Linked DNA regions of Sus scrofa: region 1 is linked to region 2. Evidence: chromatin contacts called from public Hi-C data. All regions are on one chromosome and are shown on one strand. The core of a region is the stretch at or near the end of the contact, and the rest is flanking DNA. Distances in the headings are between cores, read along the strand shown. Region 1 holds the start of C2H19orf66 (chromosome 2 open reading frame, human C19orf66). Region 2 holds the start of DHPS (deoxyhypusine synthase).

Region 1 (2,823 bases), core at 274-2,773, 2.6 Mb after region 2:
CGATTCCGATGCGTCACAGTGGGAACTCCGGAACATTTCTATTTTTTTTTTTTTTTTTTTTTTTTAATAATATTTATTTATTTATTTATTTATTTTTGCCTTTGTCTTTTTGTCTTTTGTCGTTGTTGTTGTTGTTGCTATTTCTTGGGCCGCGCCCGAGGCATATGGAGGTTCCCAGGCTAGGGGTTGAATCGGAACTGTAGCCACCGGCCTACGCCAGAGGCACAGCAACGCGGGATCCGAGCCGCGTCTGCAACCTACACCACAGCTCACGGCAACGCCGGATCATTAACCCACTGAGCAAGGGCAGGGACCGAACCCGCAACCTCATGGTTCCTAGTCGGATTCGTTAACCACTGCGCCACGACGGGAACTCCCGGAACATTTCTATTTTTAATGTCCTTTTTTTTTTAGTCTGCTGAGGAATATCTTTATGTACTGAATACATTATTATTAAATAATCTATGGAATCTCTCAGTATAATTGTATTTGTATATAGTTTATACACAAATAGCCACCTGGGGATGGAGCTTGAACATAGGGGTGCTCACTGAAAAATGATTTTTGGAGTCATTTGTCCTAATGCAATTTAGCCCCTCAGAGGGTATTTGGCAGCATCTGGAGACACTTTCAGTTGTCTCAACTGGGGCAAGTGTGCCACTGGCATCTGGTGGGTAGAGGCCAGGGATGCAGCTCAAAACCCTACAATGCACAGGGCAGGTCCCCACCACAAAGAACCATCCAGCCCCAAGTAGAGCTGAGGTTGAGAAGCCCTAGATTAAAGCGCTAGATTCTCTTGATTCTGGGGTCTTTGCAGGACTAGCTCCCTCCTTCCCTACTCCATTCTTCGCTTAGCTGAGACCTCATACTTCAAGGATTCCTCAGAGAAGCCATTTCTGAAGCCTTCAGGCTGGGCCAGAGCCCTTCCTAAGAGCTCCTCTAGCCCCCTCTTCGCCCCCTGCTAGGTTAGAAAAGTTCGGACCCCTGGGGTTCTCAACCTTCCCATTTACAGTGTAAATTCCCTGTAATCCCCTAGACAGCCTAACTCTGGACAACTGCTAGAGACCCCGGGAATTTGTGTTCTTAACAAGCATCTCTTCCTTCCCCCCAGCTGCTTGCCCCTCCTTATCTTACACATAGTAGGTGACCCAGTGACCAGTTAAGTGTCTACAACCTGCCAGGCGCTACTAACTGCTCTACGCAGGGAATCGAATCCTGGCAAACACACACCGCCCCCGCCACCGCCCCGCCGCCAAAATACACCCAGACTGTAGCCACTACCATCATCCCATCTTACAGAGGAGTAAATTGAGGTTCAGAAAGGGGACGTGGCCAGGTAAGAGACTCAGAGCAAGAAAGGGGTCCAGGTGCTGAATACTGCCTGATTCCCGGGGAGGGGAGGGGATGGAACAATGAAATGGGGGGGCGCGAGCTAACGGGGGCGCGGAAACTCGCCGCGGCCTTCCGATGCGGCCCCACCCCCACGAGGGACGTGAAGACGCGGACCCCGCGCAGCGTGGGGACATGTGACCGACTGCAGAGGCCGCGCTGCCTCCCCCGCCCGAGGTCTGCGCGCTCCGCCGCAGGGTGCAGATCGGTGGCGCCCGCCTGGGTTTGGGGCGCAAGAGCAGAGGCGGAGCCAAGGCGGAGCCAGCGCGCCCCGTCCCCCCTTTCCCTATCGAAAGCGAAACGGAGGGCCGGAAAGGAAGGGCGGAGCCCGCCTGGAGGCCCCGCCCCCTGCCCTGCGCGGCGGCAGGACCGACGGGCGCGCCCAGGTAGGGGGTCGCTGAGCGCGCAGTGCGGACCCTCGCTGGGACCTGCGCCGCCACCATGTCTCAGGAAGGTGTGGAGGTAGGAGATGGCTGCCAGTGGGCCGGGGGCCTGCGAGAGATGCTGGGGAGGAGTTCGGGGCGCGAAAGGGGCTTCGCAGTTCCTGGGGACTCCATCTGAAACCCAGACCAATCCTTAGGCTGGCACTCGTTCCCCTCAGAAAGGAGAGTGGCCACCACATGCCCTAGAGCGAAATGCGGCCTCCTCGAGGAAAAGCGGAGGCTGCTGGGTCAAGGGTCAGAGGCCAGGGGTTACCTGGCGGGCCTCCTCTCTTAGCCTAGGACGCTCACCCTGGTCCGCTCCCTCCCCCAGTGCCTTGTAGGGACTTTGGCTTTTTCCAGGAAATGCAGTAGAGGGATTGGGGGGGGGGGGGTGCTGTGCAGAAGCCAAAACCAAGGGTCAAGTTCAGGCCAAGAAAAAGGATGCCTAGGGATGGGGGAAGGGCCATCGCTCCTCTCCTTCCTCCTTCGGAGCCCCCTGTCCCCACCCCAGCTGGAGAAGAGCGTCCGGCGCCTCCGGGAGAAGTTTCATGGGAAGGTATCCCCCAAGAAGGCGGGGACTCTGATGAGGAAATTTGGCAGCGACCACACCGGAGTGGGGCGCTCCATCGTGTACGGTGAGCAGGCCGGATCGAGGGCCTGGTGGGGGTTCTGCAGAGGAGCACTGGAGGGGGGTGTGGTCTGTGTTGGGGGTAGAAAGAAGCGATGAGATCATCTCTTTGGGGAGCGGTCTGTATCAGGGGTTCTGGGGACACTGAAACTCCCACAAGATCTTTCAAGGGCCCTTCACTTACACTTACTCTCCCCACCAGGGGTAAAGCAGAAAGATGGACAGGAACTGAGTAATGACCTGGATGCCCAGGTAAACTGTCCCTCTCCCTCAAAGGATGTGCTAAGGGGAGGGAGAACAGAAGGGTAAGCTCATTCACGCTGAGCCCCCGCTGTGCACTGTCAGTCCACAACTCATGGTACAGCCTCATTCACTTATTCACCT
Region 2 (2,791 bases), core at 136-2,635:
GGATGTGGGGTGTGAGAGGAGGGGATACATCAGGCTGAGCTCCCCGGGTTTTATTTTATTTTTCTTTATTTCTTTTGTCTTTTTAGGGCTGCACCTGTGGCATATGGAAGTTCCCAGGCTAGGGGTCCAACTGGAGCTGTAGCTGCCAGCCTATACCACAGCCACAGCAACCAGGATCTGAGGCACGTCTGTGACTTACACCGCAGCTCACAGCAACGCTGGATCCTTAACCCACTGAGCGAGGCCAGGGATCAAACCCGAGGCCAGGGATTGAACCCAAGACCTCGTGAATACTAGTTGGGTTCATTACTGCTAAGTCACAACGGGAACTCCTCAACTCCCCAGTTTTTAGTCTACTAGATGAATGGAGGATGGGGGTGCGGACTGCAGGAAAATTGGGGTTAGGCTGGGAGGGAACTAAGGTGGTGAGTTTGAGATCCAAGTGGGGACCATTTAGAAGGATGCTCTGTTCTTACTACTAAGCAGGCTCATTTTCAGCCTCAGGGTCTTTACAGTGGCTGTTTTCTCCCACTAGGAGGCGGCAGAGGAATGGCTTCCTCTCCTCCCCCATCTTCACGTATGGTGCCTGCCTTTCTCTTCTGACCTTGGCTCAAATGTCACCTTCTGGGAGTCCTTTTCCAACCACCTCTCCCTCCAAATAAAATCACCAACTCTTCCATTCACCTTCCACCCCAAAGACTCTCACATCAGCCTGTTTAAATCCTAAATTGTAGTTACCATTGTTATTACCCTTCTGGGTCCCCAAACCGGCGGTTCCAGAATGGCAGGATCTGCTTCTTGTTCACTGATAAATATGCAGCACCCAACACAAAGCCCAATGTACAGTTTAGACTCCATGAATTGTAGATAGAGTGATTAAAGGGGTCCCCTCTGGACAAGACTCTATGCATGGTTAGGAGGACCAATGAAACACAGATCTCACCCTCCAGGATCTCAGCCTTGCTGGAGGGAAAGAGATAATCAGCCTTGGATCCCAGAGGAGAGCCCTTACCCAGAGAAAGGTCAGGGAAGGATTCCCAGAAGTAGGGAAGGCTGCAGCTGCCGGGGGAAGGAATACCGGAGGGTTATGCAGCATGTGGAAATTCTGGAGACTTGCAAGACCCGAATAGGGACCAGTATCCCATTTGACGCTCAGAGGCAGAAACTGTCTGATACTTCTGGTGATTCGAATTCCGTCCAAAGGTGACGTCTATGAAGCCATCCTCTCTCTGAGAGGACAGAAACGAACGAGCAAGCGCCACCCAATGCGGTGAGTCTCCAGCAGGCGGCAGTGAAAGTAAGACTCTTCATCGATTTGCGACGAGAATAAGCGAAACAGGAGATAATGACTCCTTGCGGCTTCCGTACTACGGAATACACAAGCAAAGATGGCTGCGCCCTGGCCTTCGGTCGTCGTCGGGTCATGTGACTACAAAGCATCCGGGCCTCCCCAGCCTATCGCTCTCCTACGGAAGTGCGAGCCGGGACTTAGCGCATTTCGAGGCCACCGGAGGCCTGGCCTGGCCTGCCCTGGAGTAGCTCTGATTTGAGAGCGCGGCCGCGGGAGTATGGAGGGTCTCCCGGAGAGGGAGGCGCCTGCAGCGGCGCTGGCCGCAGTATTGAAGCACAGTTCGGCTCTGCCTTCCGAGAGCGCCCAGGTCCGGGGCTACGACTTCAACCGCGGTGTGGACTACCGCGCGCTGCTGGAGGCCTTCGGCACCACTGGTTTCCAGGCCACCAACTTCGGGCGCGCGGTACAGCAAGTCAACGCCATGGTGAGGCCTGGATAAGACTTCCTGGGTTGATGGCGCGTGGCCTCCAGTAGCATTTTGCAGTACTTGGGGGCGGGACTTTCCTGGAGGCGGTTGTCTTCTTCGTCCAGTAGTTGGAAAGAGGCGGGGACAGGAGTTTCTGCTTTGTGAAGGGGACATGCCGCATTGTCAATATTCTAGTACCTGGAATGGGTTGGTACTAATGCTGGATAGGGAGCGCGTTTTATGCAGCTTGTGAAAGTGATCTGAAATGGACAGATCCTGGGGCAAGACCTTGCAGCTGAAAGAGCAGTTGAAGGAGGACCTCAAGTAAGGGCAGAATCTGAGGTTGAATTTTCCCTTCCAGTTAGGAGAGGTGTCAGGCCCGCAAAAGGGATGCTCTCCACCTCCTCAAAAGGGGTAAAGCTTGAGTATGTGACTTCAGACTTGGGCTATGAACAGGATAGAGCCTGCACAGGGGTGTTCGTTCCTTGGTTCCAGGTAGAAATGGTGCCATATCCCAGAGTGGGCAGGGCCTGGAGGGAGGAGTCTGACTCTGAAATCCACCTGGGGTCCTTGGGCTGGAGTTTGGGGCCAGAGGTTAACTCGACTCTACCCTTCCATCTAGATAGAGAAGAAACTGGAGCCACTGTCTCAGGATGAAGACCAGCATGCAGACCTGACTCAGAGCCGCCGCCCACTCACCGGCTGCACCATTTTTCTGGGCTACACATCCAATCTCATCAGTTCAGGCATTCGTGAGACCATCCGTTACCTCGTGCAGCACAACATGGTGGGGACCTGGTGGTGTTGTGGCTTTGACCTCTCTGGGTCTAAGGGGGCAATAAAATTATTGGTCCTTTAAGTGAGATAGGGAGATATGGGTCAGTTTTGTTTTGCATCAGAGCTCCCCGCAGGGGTCACTGGATGAGAATTGGGGGTTAGGAGACCTGCCTGGGATGAGGGCACAGCCCTTCTTCCTGGGCCAATCTCATTGTCTTGTGGCTGCAGGTGGACGTCTTGGTGACCACAGCTGGGGG

What was found. A called contact is a pair of places that touch in the nucleus more often than the background predicts.
Region 1: a contact with region 2 is called in a Hi-C map of epiblast stem cells, with 2.6 times the contacts expected there. The contact joins the promoter of C2H19orf66 here to the promoter of DHPS in region 2. A contact is called at or near these places in 2 of 5 promoter capture datasets (fetal liver and liver) and 1 of 47 Hi-C or Micro-C datasets (epiblast stem cells).

Annotation. Positions count from the first base shown.
Region 1 is chr2:68,940,723-68,943,545 of Sscrofa11.1, forward strand. C2H19orf66 (chromosome 2 open reading frame, human C19orf66) reads left to right here and starts at 1,524. Exons shown (of 8, transcript NM_001244321.1): 1 at 1,524-1,851; 2 at 2,323-2,446; 3 at 2,642-2,691. The coding sequence starts at 1,831.
Region 2 is chr2:66,301,990-66,304,780 of Sscrofa11.1, forward strand. DHPS (deoxyhypusine synthase) reads left to right here and starts at 1,386. Exons shown (of 9, transcript XM_003123318.5): 1 at 1,386-1,775; 2 at 2,380-2,544; 3 at 2,763-2,791. The coding sequence starts at 1,569. GNG14 reads right to left here and starts at 1,136. Exons shown (of 3, transcript XM_021083731.1): 1 at 1,013-1,136. The coding sequence starts at 1,096.